3 separate regions of the Mus musculus genome follow, and all the other regions are linked to region 3. A link is a contact called in public HiChIP or PLAC-seq data. All regions are on one chromosome and are shown on one strand. The core of a region is the stretch at or near the end of the contact, and the rest is flanking DNA. Distances in the headings are between cores, read along the strand shown.

Region 1 (2,853 bases), core at 121-2,620, 120 kb before region 3:
TTCTTATAAGAGTTGCCCTGTGCTGAGCGGTGGTGGCGCACGCCTTTAATCCTAGTTCTTGGGAGGCAGAGGCAGGTGGATTTCTGAGTTCGAGGCCAGCCTGGTCTACAAAGGACAGCCAGGGCTATACAGAGAAACCCTGTCTCAGGGGAAAAAAAAAAAGAGTTGCCTTGTGTCTGTTCACAGCAATAAGACCCTAAAACAGGAAGATAGCTTAGGGTGTGGTCAAAGGCATTGTCTCATAGAGCAAGGCAAAGAATCTCTGCCCAGACTTTCTATGTCTGGTACCTGCTCTTTCAGGGGCTGGGAGCTTGCCCAGCAGCTGGCATTGTGACTACCTCTTCTTCCCAAACTCCACTCCTCCAGGTTGGATTTTGCCAAAGCCCGCCATCTCTTTCCAGCATCCAACTGACATCTAGGCGCTGATCTTTGCCACCCACCCAGAGGAAGGAACTGGAGTCCAGTCTTGGCTTCTTTTGCAGAGCTTTGAAGGAATCGTCTGCCTATTGCCCATGAAGGATCTGCACTTCACAGTGACGCTGCTCCCATGCAACCTTGCTGAGGGACAGTTTTGGTTTTTTGGGAAGCAGCATCAAAGTCACTTGTTGTGAGCCCACTAGCCATATGATTCCCTTCTTCACTTATTGTGAGCCCACTAGCCTTATGATTCCCTTCTTCACTTATTGTGAGCCCACTAGCCTTATGATTCCCTTCTTCCCTCAGAGTGGGACTATTTAAGACTGTCTTTTATCCAGTAGACTGTAGGTATGAACCTAATGTGAAAAGGGACCATTTACCTGCAGACATTGAAACTTAGGAGATAGACACAAACTCCCACACACTAAATGAGCTCATAGCATCTTCTGACTGTCTCTCCATCAATCCTTTCCCTGCTGACTGTCACAACGTGCACGAGATGAGGCCTTAGCCTTCAAATATGATCTTCCTTAGCTTTAGAAATGACTTCGTCGAAGCTTCTATGCCTAAGCCAGCTGCTAGCTGTATCCAAATCTAGGGCTGCAGGCCCATCTCCTTCACTAGGGCGCCCCTTGAAGCTGTGATGGCTGAAGACTTGAGCCCATTTGTTGTCGCTTCACTTACTTAACTGTAGAACTTCAAGCTCCTTGAGGGCAGGCACCAAATCCACCCTCCGCAGGACCCAAGGAGGGCCAGGCGCCCATGGATAGTCCATTGAACCCAAAGAGAAACGCACTCAGTTCTTTGCAGAGGAAGCTGCAGAGTGTGCAGGACGGAGGGATGCAAACACTGCACCCAGTGGGTGCGATCGCCCCCAAGCTCAGAGCCCACAGCCCAGGGGCAGTGAAGGGGCAACCTCAGGCGCCCGCCTCTCCGCTGCAGTCGCGCCGCATTGCGCACGCGCGCCGCCGGCCCGACTCCGCCCCCCCGGGTAGGGACCTACAGCGGGCGCGGCGGCGGCGGTCTGCGGGCGGTAGCCGGCGGTCTAGACGCCTGTCCGTCCGCTGGGATCTGGGACCGTGCGGTGCCGCGGCGTCCGGGTGAGTGGTGGTGCGGGGCGGTAGGGACCTGGGCGGGCGCGGCCGGGCGTGGCTCCACGGTTCCGCGTGCGCGCCTCCGGGCTAGGCGGATCGGGTCGGAGACCCACGGCCCACCCTGCGGCCTTTGTGCAGCGCCGGCTCAGCCCCGCGACTTGTCGCGCCGGGCGGTTGAGCCGGCTTTTTAAAAGATGCCTCGGCCCCGAGCAGGAAGTGTCGTCAGGAGGCCATTTTTAAAGCCTCTCGGCCTCTGAGACTGGCTTGACGCGGCTTTGGCTTTCAGCGTTTGGAAGACACCCCATCTGTGACCGGCCGGCCCTGAGGGGACGCGACGGTGCGACTCTCGCACTCGCACCTCGCTCAGCGCCACAAGGCGCCCTGGCCTCGCCGGGCAGAGCGTGCATCCCTGCGAGCGCGCCAACAATAAACTTGAGGACCACGCTGGCATTGTCTTTGGAGCGGGTGTCGGGGTGGGCCTGTCCACAGAAGACCTGATTCTGGGTGGGATGAGTCTTGATGTCACCTTTTGCACGACAGCTCCATCGCAGCCTTTCAGTTTGATCCTGTTGCCTGGAGTTAAGAGATTGGGTGCAGATTAAGGCTAAGGAAAGGGTGCAGAAAAGGAGAAAGAACCAATGCAAAGTTTATGACCCGAAAAGGGAAAACCAAAAGATCGGAAATACCAAACTCCTCTTGTTTGTTGGGTATTTGATCTACCCCCATTAAATTACTTCTGCTATTAAAAAATATAGAATACCAACAATATTTATCAATTTTTAAAAGTGAACCATCAAGCACGTTGTCCTATTGAAAAATAGCCTACCAACCCAAACTCAATGTTGTGTTTGAGCTCTTAAAACATTACACCTTAAGTTTAGAGTTGAAATCACCTTCGAAGACAATTCCCCGAGCACCCTGAGCTTGCAACACTTGCTACAGAAGAGTAGCCAGCTAGCTTGGGAAGGTGTCTCAGTCCCGCTAAGTCACACATACAAAGTTAAGCCCAGTCCAGGACTATACCGGAGAGTATGCCCTTCCCAAGGATTCTGGAAGCCCAGAAATATTAATATGCTTGGAGTGCCATATTCAGCCTTTTAAATTGCAGGCATTATCCTTATCGAAGGCGTGCATTTATTTAAAATATGTTTTTCTCTTGAATCTGTTATGTTAGCCCTGGCAGGGGCATCTGATGTATCCGGCCCTGTTATGCTGGTGGCTGTTGAAGACTAAAGGGGGGCTTTGCCTTCTCTCCTGGCTTCCTCTGGATGGCAGTCATTAATTTTCAGCCCACTTAAAGAAAGCTATATTTTCTTTCTTGTCTATCTGCCATTAAGTAAGA
Region 2 (2,883 bases), core at 350-2,849, 65 kb before region 3:
CCTAGCCCCTATGCCCAAACATTCCAATGCCTTGATTCTCTGTGAGTAAACTCAGGTTTACTGCTGCTGAGTGGTCTGGGGCTGGTGCCCTGGTGTTCCTTTTTATCAAAATTGTCCTTCTGCTGAACAACACCCCTGTCAGCAGAAAGAAGTCTAATAGCATTGTTCCCCTTTCCTGACCCCTAATTATTTAGTAATAGAAATAAAAGGAGGAGAATGTAAGCTCCTCAAGGAACAAGACTAGCCAGGTCCTGCCCCCAGACTACTCTAGTGGCCATAACAGCCATTTCCTGCCCCTTGAGCCATAGGCAGCCAAACTCCACACTACAGAGGGGGGAAAAAATCCCAAGATCAGGCTACAAAATTCCACCAATCCCAGACCATTCCTGAAATTCCATCTCCTCCCTCCATACCCCACCTCCCCTCCACTTACCACTCCTCCCCTCACCAGGCCTAAGAAACCCTATATAAAGTCTGCCTCACAATCAGTTCTCTAGGCTTCTCTCTGGAGGAGGCAGCCACCCTCCGGTGTCTTATCCAGTGAATCTCTTCCATGAGGTCGTTTTCAGTGTCACTTTGGCTCCCAACTGCCAGGCTACCTTTCCCCTCAGAACTGTCACATTCATCTGCCCAGCCCAGTTTCATTTCCTCCAATATTTTTCTGCATCATTCTTTTTCTTTCTTGAACCTAAGTATCCTGATTCTTGGCCTTTGTAGTGTCCCACAACTCCCTAAGGCATTTGGTTTTTTGGTTTGTTTTTGTTTTTTTCCCCTCCAACTCAATGCTTTTGCTCTCTGTTCTTCAAAATGTAAGGTCTCCTGTTTTTATTTTAAAATTATTTTTATTGATTTAAAAAAAAAAAACTATGTGTGACCTTTAATCCCAGCACTTAGGAGGCAGAGACAAATCTCTAGTTCTAGGACAGCCAAGGCTACACAAAGAAACACTGTCTTGAAAAACAAAATAGACACAGAAAAAACCCTATGTGTTTATCTGTGTGTGTCTACTCATCTGGGTGCAGGGCTCACAGAGGCCAGGGATATCAGATGCCCCAGAGGCAGAGTTATGGGTGGCTTTGAGAGGAATAAGAAGGGTTTGAGGAATGCACTCTGGTCTTCTGCAAGAGCAGCATGCACTCTTAACCACATAGCCAACTCTCCAGCCCCAAACCGTGAACTCTCTATTGCTTCCTCAAGTTCTAAGTGAACTACTCTTGCTCCTTAGTTGAATGTGTGTCTTCTTCCAAAATGCCAATGAGTAAACTATATAAAAAGCAAATTTTTGTCTTTCCACAATGCTAGAATAAGCAAAAAATCCACAAGTTATTATCGGTTTTGTTATTTGTACTTTACCAAGTAATCCTGCTTTTCCTTGCTAGGGTAGCTGCTGGCATTCACAAGCTCTTTTAGTCCAAACTTAATTACTAACGCTCTATCACGTGCAGTGTGTGTGTGTGTGTGTGTGTGTGTGTGTGTGTGTGTGTGTGTGTGTGTCTTACATCATGGCTGTAAAAGAGTTTTAACCGAGGTAGAGGTCAAAGAACCATTACTGAAGGCAATGATTGAACACAGATGCAAACAGTCTCTGCAGGTGGTTAGATACTAACTAACCCAGCTGGAAAGCTACTGGGGCTCAGTGAGCAGGATCAGGCAAGAGCCTTTTAAGGCAACTTAAGGCTAGAGACACACAGTGAGGACCATGCTAAATTGAAGTTCTGGGGGAAGTCTTCAGCCTGTCATCAGTCCCCTGTCAAATCAAAAAACTTCTGCACATCAAAAAAAAAAAAAAAAGATAACAAAGTTAAGAGATAGCCTACTGAATGGGAGAACAACTTTACCAGCTACATATCTGACATATGTCTATTTAGAATATACAAAGAACTCATGTACCTGGACAGAGAGTTTCAAAAGTAGAAATACAAATGGCTAAATTCTTCAAAGTACACAATATCCTTAAGAAAATGCACACTAAACTAAAACTACTTTGGGTTTCCAACTCTCCCTAGTCAGAGTGGCTGTTACCTAGAACGCAGGTGACAGCAGCTGCTGGTGAGACTGAGGAAAGACGAGTGCTCACTCAGTGTTAGTGTCAGTGGATTGTAAAGTGGTTCAGCCACTTGGGAAACCACAGTGACAGTTTCTCACAATCTAAACACTAGATCTGCCACATGAGCCAAGGGTAGAACTTTTAGCACATACCTGTGAGACTACATCTTACTACAGAGATGCTTGTACATCTATGTTCATTGCTGCTAGGAATGAACTAGCTAGGAAATGGAATGAGCTTAAATGTCCATCAGATGGTAAGTAGTCAAGTTATAGTTGTCAGGTCCAAAGGGTACCCCATTTCTCCCCAAAAGCTCAGGCCCACTCACTCAGTCCAAAATTGAGCCTAGGCACAGCTTAATCTGCACTATGGGAGGATTTCAAGTGGTTAGATAAAAGCTAGCATTCCTTAGCAACCTGTGAAATTAATTCCCGTGTGTTAAAACGAGTCATTTTTCTTAAATCTGGCAGAAGGGATATATGCCTTCACTGACATATACCTGTGGTTGCATATCAAAGTCAATGCTGCCTACCAGGGTCCTTAAGTTCCTCCCTATTCACAAACACTTGTTATACAGCTCCTACCCTAGCGTCCTGGCCCTTCTCACCCCAGATCCTCCATTCTTTGAACCTCCTGCCCCCAGAAATTCTGAGAGAGAGAGAGAGAGAGAGAGAGAGAGAGAGAGAGAGAACCTTGAAATCTTAGACTAGAACATTTAACCTGAAGGTCTTGTAGAAGCCAAGAAGCTACAAAGAAGCCATTAGATGGGATAGGAAAGGCCTCAAAGTAAGGTGGATGCTATAATGCTCATGGTAGGAAAGTAGAAGGAATTCTTG
Region 3 (3,005 bases), core at 3-2,502:
ACTCTGTCTTTCTGTCTCTACTATCCCCTCAACTCTCCTCCCCATGTCCTAAATAAGCTATTTCCATATTATACTGTTCTGTGGCTGGTACCTCAGGGGGAGGGGATGCCTCAGTTCAGGATGGGCCCTCAGAGGCACCCCTTTCCCCCACAACATACTGCACCTCCACCAAACATATCCCTGGCTTCTTTTTCTTTTCTTTTCTTTTTTTATATAAAACATAACAGGTGGGATCCCTAGACAAGCAATCCTGGCAAACAAAAGGTCACAGAGGGCAGGGGGTAACATTCATAGAACCTTAAAAATACTAGTCTATCAGCACAAGAGACTAGGTACTAAGGAAAACAGACTTTTCAAAAAATACTGAGGTTCCCACACAGGACCTACCGAGTACACTTAAACTCTTCTCTACGAAACCTGGGCACTCCTATAGGCTATAAATTCATTTAACTGCTAACTAGATGGCAGTTAAGATTAAGATAAGCTAGAGGAGAATCAGGTGGGTGTCCAGGTGAACCAGGAGAGTGGGGTGGGACTGGTCCGCAGGGTAATTAACAAACCTGGCTCCAAAGCAGAAATGGACTTTTTCATTTGCTGCAAATTCCTAAGAGCTCTCCTTTGAAAGCCCACTTTCCGGGTTTCCAACTAGGGCTTCAGAACTTTTCAATCAAGTAACCAGAGGACTTCATCTTGCCCTAATCAAAACCTGCGAGACTCAGAAAATTCCAGGTTTTGCTTTCTTTCCCTCTCCATGAAAAGAATTCCACCCTCACGCCCTCCCCAGAGCGTGTTAGGAAACAACCCCTGCCATCCTTAAGAATTACAGTTCTTTATTCTTGGCTTCTTTGCTACTAGGAAGTTTCATGCAGGAGGGAGAGGGAGTGAGACGGGGAAGTTCCTAAACATACCCAGTGAAAGGCAAACAAACAAAACCCCATACGCCCAGTGGCTTCAAGTCTTTTGCAAGCCGGGGCGCCAAGCTGGCGTTGGAAAGCTCGAGAAAGATCTGCTCCACAAGAAGGCTCCCGGTGCAAAGGCAGACAGCCCAAGAAAAAAAACCCTCCCGCCCCGCACCTACAACCCTCCGCGCCGCCTTTTCACGGGTCGCGTCACGTCACTTCCGGGGCGGGCCCGCAAGCGGGGCGGGGCGGTGTCCGCGCAGGCTCGTGGGGCTGCAGCCTCCGAGCCGAGCGCTTGACTATATATGGTCAAAGCTGGGGGCGAGCCGCGCCGGGGCCGCGCTTCCGGGTTGGGTTGTCCGCAGCGGTAGCGCGCGGGGCAGGCGCGTACGGGTCTCGGAGCCGGGTCTCGGACCGCCCCCTCCGCGCCCGGCACGCCCGGCGCCGCCTTCCGCGCTGTCCCTGGGCTCGGCCACTGCGAGGTTCCACTCGAGCGCAGCGCCGTAACAAGTGGGCGAGGATGCCGTACGAGATCAGTGAGTGCGTGGGCCTCCGCGCGCGGCCGCCGGCTTCTGGGGTCGGGTGCAGGCGGGAGGGCGCGGCCGGGGTCTTGCACGGCCGCGGGGGTGCGGGCCGGGGACCCCGGAGTGGGCGTTGTGGACTGGGCCGGCCGAGCTGCGGGAGGGACCCCGGGGCCTGACCGCCGCCGCCCGGGAAGTCCGCCGGTCGTGCCCGCAGGCGGCAACAGGTGACCGGCTCGGGACCCCCAGCGCTGACTGACTGCAACTCCCTGGGTCCCGCGAGGCCGGGATTGCCCCTCATGCACCGTGCCGGGTTTGTATCTCCCCAGAGAAGGTGTTCGCCAGCCTCCCCCAGGTGGAGCGGGGCGTCTCTAAGATCCTCGGTGGAGACCCCAAGGGCGATCATTTCCTCTACACCAATGGCAAGTGCGTCATCCTAAGAAACATCGATGTGAGTACTCTTGTGCCCGGCGGGGCCTGCTTCCGTCCCTACCCTGCGAGCTACCTTCAGAGTCGGGAAATTCTTGCCCTTCCGCCCCCTCACCTCCCAGTCAGTTGGCCTGGGGAGAGGGGAGCCACGCCCCTTCTGCCCAGGAGCCACACCTTGGAGGCTCAGTGGACTGGACTGGACTGGTGGTGGTGTCATCCACCTCTACCCCCACAGCCCCGTAGACTGGCAAACTAAGACTTGGGTCTCTTCAGTCCTTAGAGCCAAGGGCTTTGAGTCTGCTGCTGCTTGATCATGGGGTGGCTGTTGATTGGCCCTTCCTGAGCCCAGTTTCCGCATTGGGGAAATGGAGATAGGGAAATGATCCTCCACTTCCCCTGGCTGCCTTGGCTGGCTGAATGAGCTGGTCAGCTGTCCTAATGCTGTCTGTACCTGGCATAAATGGAGCACTTGGTAAATGGCCCTTGTGCTTAATCATCCTAATACCCTGGGCTTCCTGGTATGCTAGAGCCCAGGCCTACACACCCTGTCCTCTGAATGCCAACTGTTACAGACTTGAGTCTCTGAGAGGAAACAGGAACTAGTGAATTCCTCTGGATGGTTCTCTGAAAATGACCTGCTGTCCCCAGAGCAGCAGCTTTTTGGGAGGCCCTTGCAAATTCATGTTTTTTTCCTCTGGTTGTTGAAATGAGTCAGTCTGCTGGGCCTCCTCTCCATTTCCAGGATGTGGCTCAAATCTTGTCTCTCCCGTGCTCAGGCCTGAGGAATGGTGTAGGGTAGAAGCTGAAGGCTGGACTTAGGGCTATGCTTGGCAAAGGGCTGCTAGAGGGGTGGAGGGTTTGATTGACTCTTCCACCAAGGCTGTCACCTTCAGCTCCTGCACGCCAGGAACATCATTAGTCAGGTGAAGTAGCTCATGACACCCCTATCCTCCAAGAGCCTCCCAGCTGGCTGAGGGTAGACCCCAGTTTTTTTGTAAAAAGAGGCTGCAGTTTTGAACTGTGGTGGCTGCTGGCTGTGTCTTTGTAAGTCTGGTTAAACCCGACCAGTCATCAGTCCTGTGCTGGCTTCTGACCTCTACAGGATTGTTGGGCACCTCAAGTGAGGTGGAAGTTTGGGTATGAGCCTGCCTTGCTA

What was found. HiChIP or PLAC-seq counts read pairs in DNA pulled down with a chosen protein or histone mark.
Region 1: an H3K27ac HiChIP or PLAC-seq map of microglia shows a contact between it and region 3, with 5 times the contacts expected there. The contact joins the promoter of Zfp518b here to the promoter of Wdr1 in region 3. A contact is called at or near these places in 7 of 484 Hi-C or Micro-C datasets (adipose-derived mesenchymal stem cells, cardiomyocytes, embryonic stem cells and 3 more), 8 of 115 datasets of contacts at active chromatin or transcription factors (embryonic stem cells, epiblast stem cells, heart atrium and 1 more) and 1 of 9 other capture datasets (adipose tissue).
Region 2: a contact with region 3 is called in an H3K27ac HiChIP or PLAC-seq map of embryonic stem cells, with 8 read pairs. The contact joins the enhancer-like site here to the promoter of Wdr1 in region 3. A contact is called at or near these places in 5 of 39 promoter capture datasets (the 3T3-L1 cell line, embryonic stem cells and liver), 1 of 484 Hi-C or Micro-C datasets (growing oocytes) and 11 of 115 datasets of contacts at active chromatin or transcription factors (the NIH/3T3 cell line, bone marrow-derived macrophages, embryonic stem cells and 3 more).

What each region holds. Positions count from the first base shown.
Region 1 is chr5:38,683,343-38,686,195 of GRCm38.p6, reverse strand. Zfp518b (zinc finger protein 518B) reads left to right here and starts at 1,370. Exons shown (of 3, transcript NM_001177902.1): 1 at 1,370-1,517.
Region 2 is chr5:38,625,752-38,628,634 of GRCm38.p6, reverse strand. No RefSeq gene overlaps it. Among named protein-coding and RNA genes, the nearest start is that of Zfp518b, 58 kb to the left of the region's middle. Within about 2 kb of position 1,599, at least 8 of the 459 cell types and tissues checked have an H3K27ac peak or open chromatin away from gene starts, as enhancers often do.
Region 3 is chr5:38,559,946-38,562,950 of GRCm38.p6, reverse strand. Wdr1 (WD repeat domain 1) reads left to right here and starts at 1,252. Exons shown (of 15, transcript NM_011715.3): 1 at 1,252-1,435; 2 at 1,750-1,871. The coding sequence starts at 1,420.